Regions from separate parts of the Gossypium hirsutum genome. Here regions 2 and 3 are each linked to region 1. The links are chromatin contacts, called in public Hi-C maps. All regions are on one chromosome and are shown on one strand. The core of a region is the stretch at or near the end of the contact, and the rest is flanking DNA. Distances in the headings are between cores, read along the strand shown. Region 1 holds the start of LOC107959661 (RNA demethylase ALKBH10B). Region 2 holds the start of LOC107903913 (transcriptional adapter ADA2a). Region 3 holds the start of LOC107903905 (transmembrane 9 superfamily member 3).

Region 1 (2,956 bases), core at 95-2,594:
CAAAAATTTAAAATTTAACTTTTTATAATTTTTAAATTTTAAAATAACATAAGATTATATTTCATCTTTCAAAAATAATAAAAATTTGATTTAGTCTATATATATATAAGCACCGTTGGATTATAAATTTAGGGCCAGTTCTTCATTCTTAAAAAAAATACTTCTGACTCCAAAAGCACTTTTGGAAGAAAAGTTGTGTAAAACAATCTGTTTTTGACTGAAATTTTTAGCTTTTCAGAAGTGCTTTTGAAAAGCACTTCTGAAAAGGAGAAGCTAAAAATTTTAGTTTTTCCTCTCCCAAAAGCACTTTTGGTGCTTAATTACTTTTTCACCTCTCCAATAACATAGTACTTTCCTTTTTTTTCTTGGTGCTTAATTACAAATGTGTTAAAATCATTAATTAAAAATAAAAAAAATATTTTTTTAAAATACTAATTACAGATATTTAATGATTATATTTAAATATTTAAAATATAGTTTATATATTCTAATTAAATTTTATAAATAATTAATATTTATTGCTTAAAAATATTTTAAATTTATATTTCATATATTAAAATATTAACAACAAGTTATAATAAATTTTTTATATTCTTACTAAAATATAATAATATTAACTAATTTAAATATTATTTAAATGCATATTTGTTACTTGATAATAACATGTCTAAAATGGACATTTTATTTTTCAAAAATACTTTTTGACAGCAATGCTAAACACTCAAATTTTAAACTAAACTTTTCAAAAACACTTTTTCACAGCACTTTTCAAAAGCACTTTTTAAAAGCATTGCCAACTAGCCCTTAATAAATAAACACTTTCCAAATTATCATTGCATATTGATTGAACGAGCGAATAAGAAACAAAAATTATTTGTATTTATCAAAGGATATTGCAATTTTAATACTGATATCTATATATATAGTATATATCACAATTACTTTGGTAAAATTTTTAGTTTTATTTCTATTTTCTTATTAAAAGCAACCAATTCCTCTACAATAATTAAATGACAAATTATATAAATAAAATTTCATAATTAAGTTTAACTTAAGACTAAAAAATGTTGAAAGTAGTGAACTTACAAAAACAAAAATTTTATAATGACAATATAGTAAATTTATTTTCAGATAATTTTACATTTTATTAATTAAATGCTTAAATCTTATATTCTAATTAAATGGATTAAACAAGGTAACCTTGTATCTTACTCATAATATTATATTCTTGTAATTTTATTACAAAAGATAATGTAATTACGAAATTAATTTAAAATTCGACCAAGGTTTAATGCTAAGAGGTTAACCTCCGCAAAAAGCCCAAACATAGAACTCTTAACCCAAGACAATCGAACTTTTCTCAGACTTGAATTAAAACACCAAAATTCACCTTAGAAATTGAAGAAGAATATTCGTATGTGGTTCGATAATCGATCCCTGGTGAGGGAAGGAAGTTCTGTTGGATTTTAGCCACTATAAAAGCGCATCTTTATGCGTCATCAATAAGCCAAGCCGTGATCTCTTTCACTGTGACAAAGGCCTTTCTTGTTTTTCTTTCCAAAAACCAGATACCCAAACCCTAAATTGCTTGCCTTTTCACAATCTACGCACAACCAAAGCAAAGTTCCCATTTTTCCAGATCTGACTAAACTAAACCAATCCTTTAGATCGGCTTAAACCTTTAAAAAGTAAATAAAGACCCAGTTTTTAATATTTTTTCACTAATTATATCTATTTTGAAGTTGGATTAAGTTGAGTTAAAAAAATTCGTTTGTGATTTTACGTGATCACGTTGGATTCTGCGGGATTTAAGCTAATTAGATCTGTTTTTGGGTATTTTTAATTTATATATGTTGTTTTAGCAGTTTAATTTTTTTTATCGGTTTGGGAGCGTTTTTTCTTTTTCCTCAATGGCAGTGCCATCGGGAAATGCAGTTTTATCAGATAAAATGCAGTTTCCTGCTCCTTCAGCTGCAGTAGCTGGCGCCGGAGGTGGTGATGCTGGAGCCGTTGGCGGTGCAGGAGGAGGAGGTGGAGGAGGTGCAGAGTTCAACCAGCACCATCATCGGAATTGGTTTCCCGATGAGCGTGATGGCTTTATCTATTGGTTGCGGGGTGAATTCGCAGCAGCCAATGCTATGATTGACTCCCTTTGTCATCATTTGCGTGAGGTCGGGGAAGTTGGGGAGTATGAAGCCGTCATAGCTTGCATTCAGCAAAGGAGATGTCACTGGAACCCTGTGCTTCATATGCAGCAGTACTTTTCGATTGCTGAGGTTTCCTATGCTCTTCAACAGGTGGCCTGGAGATGTAGGCAAAGGCATTGTGATCATGGGAAAGTTGGGGGAAAGGATTTTAAAAGGTCTGGATTTGGCTTTAAGGGGCATAGGGTAGAGGTGGCCAAAGAAATACAGAATTCTGTGCTGGATACTAATGGGAATTCTACTGTTACCGCTGTTTCAGAGAGAAATGAGAGAGGGAGTGAGAAATATGAGGAACTTAAGTTAGGTGGTGAGTTAGGGAAGGTGGAAGATAAAGGCTCAGTTGTCACAGAGGGTAATATGGTTACATAGTGTTTCGTGTTTATTGCTTTCATTTCGTGTATTTACATTGTGGTGAACATTTGAATTAGGATAGTCAATAATACATTCTATGATGTAGCTTGCTATGTTTGATTATTTGTTCTGATGGGATGATTGAAGCTTGTTTGCCTGAAAGATTTTAAGTGTTGATATCGGTTGACTTTTACTTGCATTCTTGTGAAGAACGATACCTTCTGTTTCAGTTTGTTATGTTTGGTTATCTGTTCTGATGGGATGATTAAAATTTGTAACTTAAGGCTTTTCGGTGGTGACATTGGTGACTTTCACTTGCATTGCTGTGAATGTTGAATTTGTTAGTGAATGATACCATATTTTTCGCAGCTTTTCATGGTTGATTATTTGTTGAATTGCCT
Region 2 (3,328 bases), core at 68-2,567, 270 kb before region 1:
TGGTATTTAACAGAAAACAAATCTATTCTTAACTCACTTAAGACCTATGTAACCATGTTCCTTAGACTTTTTTCAAAAGCTCTAGTATACTTTACTTTGGCTAACCATCAGCGATCATGCTATAACCTTGAATTGCTAAAATGATAAAGGAAATTGTAACTAGAAAGAAGGTGACTAACCATAACCCTGTATGGATGATTGCACTTGTGAGGAGTAATTTCAGCTCCAACAGAAAAGCATTCGACACAAAGATCAAAATCTGGACAAACTGCACACTTAATCCGAACCATTCCAGAAAGATCCTTGTTACAGTAATTACAATGATACAATGCTGGCCCTTTTGCTTCACTCGGTACTTGCCCAAGACCTTATTGAAAGAAATGGAATCAATGGAGATGAACAATATTAACCAATAAACGCAATATCATCCATAAAGGTCATCACTTTAAGAAAAAAGAAAAGGCAGTAAGACTTCAAAACTTAAAAGAATTGCTAAACCAGTTACATCTTATTAGGGTTCAGTTCGATTTGATACTTCTACTCGATTTCTTTTTATTTCTTTTTCCAAATAAACTTAAGTTTCTAACCAAGTAAAAGTAAAACTACTTGTGATAAAAATAGGAGCTAATAGTTAAAATAAAACCCTAGCTGGAAATGCAATCATTCTATATAAAAGTAAAATCGTGCATTTAATTATCAATCAAAGCAAAATCATACATTTTATTATTAAAATTGTACTATTATCCCTTTTGCAACTAACAAGCTTTAGAAAGATTAAATAATAAAAGTACCAATCAAAGGGAACCCTAAATTTCGTTATACCTGCTGATGGAAGCTCTACATTGTCGACACTACCAGACGCAGTCTTTTTCCTTTTGGATCTACAGAAGAAAGGGCGAATTTTAAACTAAAAACAAGATCTTTGAACGGAACAGCTGAGAAAATAAATGGATTTAAGAACATAAAAAAGGGAAGACCTTTGATTGAGATCCTCTTCAGTTGGACGAGAGACTGTCCTCGATCGACCCATGCCTTCAGTTCACCTAATTCCCCCAAATAGTAGCCACCCTAAACCCTAATTACCCTAAAATAGATAGAGAGACAGTTATTACAAATTAGGGTTTCTAGATTTTAAGAAAACGGGAACTGAACATAACGGTAACTGCTTACTGAAGATGAGCAACACGAGGAAGCAAGTGCGAGGCGAGAAAGTTGGAGAAACTCGGACTTTTTGACCCGAACCCACAACTTGTACTTGTTTATGGTTTGATTACGATCCACAACATAACCCTATTTCATTAGATCTGGATCCGACCCGCTCATTATAGGGTAAGTTTTACCCAAATTCACTAAACTATTAGTAAATTTATATTTTAGTAACTCAACTTCAAAAAGTTATAAAATAATTATTGAATTATTCGAAAGTTTTCATTTAAGTCACTAACCTGTTAAATAATTGTTGTATGGCATTCTCTGTTTGCACTGTCTGCATCAATCAAAAGTTATCATTTCCATTCTCTTCTATAGTTCAGTTTTTTTTTCATGAAACATTTTTAAACATCATCAATTTACGAATCAAAATTTAAACAGTTTTTTTCTTCGATCTTCGACACTGACCATTAGATCCACTTGAAGCTAATATATGTTTTTCTACTTGTCGATGTGTATTGATCCACCGTACGAGTCGTTGAATCTTTACTTGGAGCTTGCTACCCAACTTAAAAAAACTTAATAACCACTAACTTAAATAAAAACTCTCAAATAGTTCAATAACTATTTTGTAATTTTTTAAAATTAAATGACCAAAATATAAATTTACTAATAATTTAATAACCTTTTTAAGTATAGTTATTTTTTTATATCACTCCAAAATCAATAACAATTTTAGAGATAAAATTTGAGAAAATTTTATTAAAATAATATATATTAATATTTTTTTACCAAAAAAATATTTATTTATCAAAATGATATGTTTCCGGAATAGTAAATAAAAATTTCGATTTTACCAAGACGCAAATCGGAAGGGTTGGTGCCGATTTAGGCGTTAGAATCAATATAAGACCTTATTAATCACGCTGTAGGGAATAGTGCGGATTTGGGGCTCCCCAAAGCCTGCTTACCTGCGATGGAAAAGACAGGTCCCTGCAGCATGATACCGGCAGCAATCCCCAACTACTCGGCCACTTATCCCCAATAACCCCCAACGCCCCAACATTAAACCTAATAAACACCCCAATTAACATAATTAAAACCACCCTCCCGGAAACCACTATAAACCCCCCACCCTAAACCCATTTAACTTCACGTCCAAAAAAAATACAACCATTCACTCCAAAAAACCCATCTCCCCACACTTCCGAAAATTACCCAAAAATTGTAAAAAAATTCTGAAAATTTTCCCGAACTCCCCAAAAAATGAATTTATTTACGGAATACATTGATGGAAATTTTTTAAATTTAGGTAAGCTCCATCAACTTAATTTAAAATAATTAGGTGGTTATATTATTGATTTGTTTTGCAGGTTTAAGGTTATAATCAACAAGAATCGTAAGTACATAAGAATTTTAAATATGTTTTATTAATAATGTAAATTGATTGAATGAGTGTGTAAAAATTAAAATTGTTTGTTAGTTCAATAATTTAAAGGTTTTTTAGAAAATAAGCAATTTTGTAAAATATGTTGAATATATTTTTAATTATTATAATGAATTAGATATTAATAATATTTTTATTAGTGACAATTAATTGTTTACTTACTTGTAATTTGTTTGTTTGATTAATTGAAAATTATCTATTTTGTAAGTAATATATTTGTAATTATTATAATGAAATAGACATTAGTAATATTTTTATAAGTAAAATTATATTTGTTTGACACTGTGGAAGTATTTTATATTTGTTAGGTTTAGGAAAATGATATTGTTATAACTTCTGCATGTATCAGATGAAATATTGGAAATGGTAAATATTACGAACTTCTCTTTAAAAAACTTTATAATGTGTACACTAACATGTGTGATATAAATTGCGTGTAGGAAGTGAATTGATCACAACACAACATGTTGCATCACAATCATTTCAATGGTATTGACTTGAGGATTCAAGCATATTTAGATGGAGTCAATTTCAGGTACGCAATGTTGATTTAGGGCTTCTAAATATATCTGTATCTCATAGCTGCATTGGTGGAGCAATGGAGGCCAAGGATCCATATGTTTCACTTGTTGTGTGGTGAGTCCGAGATTACCTTGGAAGATGTTGCATTACAACTTGGTCTTCCAATTAATGGATTACGTCTAACTGGAGAATCAATATCAAACATGATGG
Region 3 (3,368 bases), core at 378-2,877, 380 kb after region 1:
TGAAAGAATCACAAATACCAAATCAATGGGATCCTTACAAAGTAAACAGCTGAGTTCCAGATCCAAGAGCAGCAGCAAACAAAGATTTGTACTTTGGGAACCGGAATACATCTCCGTGAATATATTTCCATCCAGTTTCTTCTTGGTCATCAGCTGCTTCTTCATCTTGACCATACCTTTCATAAGAAATCAAACATTCACAGCAACCAATGACCAAAAAGAAATAACAAAAATATGAGAAAATGTACAAATAGATTTGAATAGATCTCACTTGATGAAATCATTCTTCAAAACCCGCAGGAGAATCGTTGCAAGGAAACCAGTCAAAAGGAGAACTGTGACGCAAGAGTTGATAATCGAAAACCAATGAATCTCCAAATGATGTGGCAAAGAAGAAGACATTGAGTACTTGTCCATCCTTTTCTCAAAAGGAGTTTCAGTTTCCTTCCATTTCGCGGAATACATGAACTCAGCATCAACTTCCTTATCCTCAGTCAAGTCCACAAGCGAGTGAGGATCCATCCTTGCATTAACCTCAATAACACGGTCCTTGTTATAAAGGACATCGAACTGGATATGCTTGAAAAGGAAATATTTGTACTCGCTCGGATCAGTTTTTCCTTCCTTATCAACTTTTCCGATAAAACCCCAGATTGGCAAATCATCATAGTACATTTGGAAATAATAGTCCTTGTCAACAGCCTTTCGGAAAAAGGCAACCTCATCTTTTGAAAGCTTCTTCTTACAAACAACAGAAGAATCTTTTTCCTCTTTAAAATTCAATTTATAAGGAGCACTCACGAGTCGATCTCCATTCAAAACCTCACCTAAAGCTTCTCTCTTCTCCGTTACATGATCTAAATTCCATGGAAAATTATATAACATTTTATTGAAATTGAAGCATAATTGGTTAAGATGTAAAATTTAACACAAAATTAAAAACCAAAAAAAGAACCTGGAGAACAGAAGGGTAGATCGAAGTAGCGATAGGTTTCACTGGAATCAAACAAACCAAATTAAAAACAGCTAATTCAACAATAAACTTAAAGCAAAAAGATTTGAATTAAGTTTAATTTAATTTAAATGTTCCAAACACGATCCTATGAAATGGAAAAAAGAGCGTTGATTTGGGACCCGAAAGATATACAACTTCCAGATCTAAAATCAGATTTATTAAACAGAAACCTGAAATGATAGGATTACCTGGGGTTGTGAAAGGGGCCAACCTTATTGGCGTAAAGAGGTACAGCGTCACCGTCCTTGTAACGGTGATCGGAAGCGTCGGATCTAACATAGGAAAGACAACTGAAGATCAAAAGTGCGACGACTAGAAACGTCGGAAAGTCGCCCATGTTTTTCATTTTCCGGTGAGAAAGGAAAGGAAATCTGAAAATTTGGAGTGTCGAAAAACCAGAATGAAAAGGATTAGTTCTTAGTAGCGGTGAAATTAAAAAATAAAAATAAAAACAATTATTTATTTATATTATTTTAAAGCGAAATAACTTTTTTTCTATTTTTGTGTTAGATGTAAACGACAGTTTCGGCATTTTTTTTAAGGTTTTTAAATTAGTGATATAGAAAGTTTTTGGAGAGATTATATATAGTAATATATATATATATATGACCACAATTGTTATCTTATATGTAATGAAATATAATCTAAAAGTTTAAAATTAAATCATTTGTTACACAAAACTAAATTTACAATTAATATCAACCACACTTTTACTTTATCTGTATTTCTCTCACACCATTACCTCACTTTAGGAAAACAACATCAATGATAATGGTTTGATAGGAATGATAACACATGGCAAAAATTTTAATTTAACTTATAATTTTTTTTCTGTAGCTTATTGGTTTTATTTCAAATTTAGAGTTTTCATTTTTGTTTTCAAGTGCTCATTAATGTTAATCAACCATTAGACCCCTTTCTTCTAATATCAATATTTCTCTTTTTAGGATTGTAAGTTTTGTTTTCCTTCTTTTCTCATAGTCAGGGTCAGTCTAAGATCATTTGGAGCCACGGCCTCTTAGGGTTCAAAGCTAAAAAGAGTCCAAAATATTATTTTCTAATTTTTAAAAGGTCTAAAAAAAACTTTTTAATTTTTAAAGGGCCTCAAAAGTTGCTTTAACTTTTAAGGGTCCAAAATTTTTTTTACTAACTTTTAAGGAACTTAAAAGAGTTTTTTCTTAATTTTTAAAAAACCTAAAACCTCATTTTATTGTTTTACTTATGACCCCAAAAGTATGAATGGGTTTGTATATAGTTCTATAAATTTAAATATTTTATTCATCATAAAATATATTTTTTTTGAAAAACCTTTATACAAAAGAAAGAAAAGTTAGTGAGAAGATCAGAGTAAGTTGGACTTACAATTTGATTTTTAGCAATATGTGTTTTTCTTCTTCTTCTTCTTTTTTATGATTTGTCGGTTATTGTTGGCATGTTCTCCAAATGGCAAAAGAAAATCTGAACAATGTTCTGTTATTAATTTTTAATTCAAAAAATTTTAAAATAAGGCAATTTTTATTAAATTGCCATCTTCTTAAAATTTATCTACCATATATATAGTCAAATTTTTTACTTTTTTATTTTATTTTTCTTAATATTTTTTATCCATTATATGAATATTTATAATATATTAGACTTATAGTAGTAGTGTAATAGATATATAATATATTATTAATTTTAGTTAATCAATAATTGGTTAATCATTTGATTTTGAATCGAATTAATCGATAATTGAAATTTCAAAAATCTTTTTACTAATTTCCTCCGATTGAATTAAATTTAGACTAATTAATTAAATAAACTAATTCGGTTCACTCAATTAATTCAATTTTAAAAGTTTGAACACCTCTAATATCAATGATTGGCTATCACCTCTTCAGATATATTTTGTGAAAATTTTCTTCAATCATCTTATTTGTCAAGTTTGCATCAAAATAAAATTCTAAAAACATAAAAAATGTAAAATAAATTATAAAAAAAAACTAAATTAAAAAGGTGAAGGGAGAAATCATCTATTGTAAAGAATCCTTTATCGGTCTCCTAGACTCTAGTAGCTTCCCTCTGTTCCTACATCCTTCCTTTTATGATAATGAGATTCTAATGTCACATGCAATGTATTCAATTTTACATGTTTAATTTTTAATTAGTTTTTAAATAATATATTTTTTATTCCTATAATTAAAAGATGTTTGCAATGACTGAAAGTTTTTACTTTCCAAAGAATTTAATTAGTTGGAATATGATTACAACCTTGGGTATTAAAAAATTAGTTTACTTTCTTGGGAATATAACATTTCTTTAGGAGTTATTTTATTATAATCAACGAAAAGTGAAAAATAAATGTGAAGACAAA

What was found. A called contact is a pair of places that touch in the nucleus more often than the background predicts.
Region 2: a Hi-C map of leaf shows a contact between it and region 1, with 2.3 times the contacts expected there. The contact joins the promoter of LOC107903913 here to the promoter of LOC107959661 in region 1. A contact is called at or near these places in 4 of 34 Hi-C or Micro-C datasets (callus and leaf).
Region 3: a Hi-C map of hypocotyl shows a contact between it and region 1, with 2.0 times the contacts expected there. The contact joins the promoter of LOC107903905 here to the promoter of LOC107959661 in region 1. A contact is called at or near these places in 3 of 34 Hi-C or Micro-C datasets (hypocotyl, leaf and petal).

Annotation. Positions count from the first base shown.
Region 1 is chrD05:36,500,549-36,503,504 of Gossypium_hirsutum_v2.1, forward strand. It overlaps LOC107959661 (RNA demethylase ALKBH10B), which reads left to right and starts at 1,345. Exons shown (of 8, transcript XM_016895761.2): 1 at 1,345-2,556. The coding sequence starts at 1,911.
Region 2 is chrD05:36,234,075-36,237,402 of Gossypium_hirsutum_v2.1, forward strand. LOC107903913 (transcriptional adapter ADA2a) reads right to left here and starts at 1,318. Exons shown (of 14, transcript XM_041092928.1): 1 at 1,171-1,318; 2 at 978-1,084; 3 at 823-881; 4 at 180-367. The coding sequence starts at 1,030. LOC107902964 (a long non-coding RNA gene) reads left to right here and starts at 2,002. Exons shown (of 2, transcript XR_001685650.2): 1 at 2,002-2,461; 2 at 3,037-3,328.
Region 3 is chrD05:36,881,224-36,884,591 of Gossypium_hirsutum_v2.1, forward strand. It overlaps LOC107903905 (transmembrane 9 superfamily member 3), which reads right to left and starts at 1,628. Exons shown (of 7, transcript XM_016830107.2): 1 at 1,204-1,628; 2 at 956-996; 3 at 272-857; 4 at 39-176. The coding sequence starts at 1,361.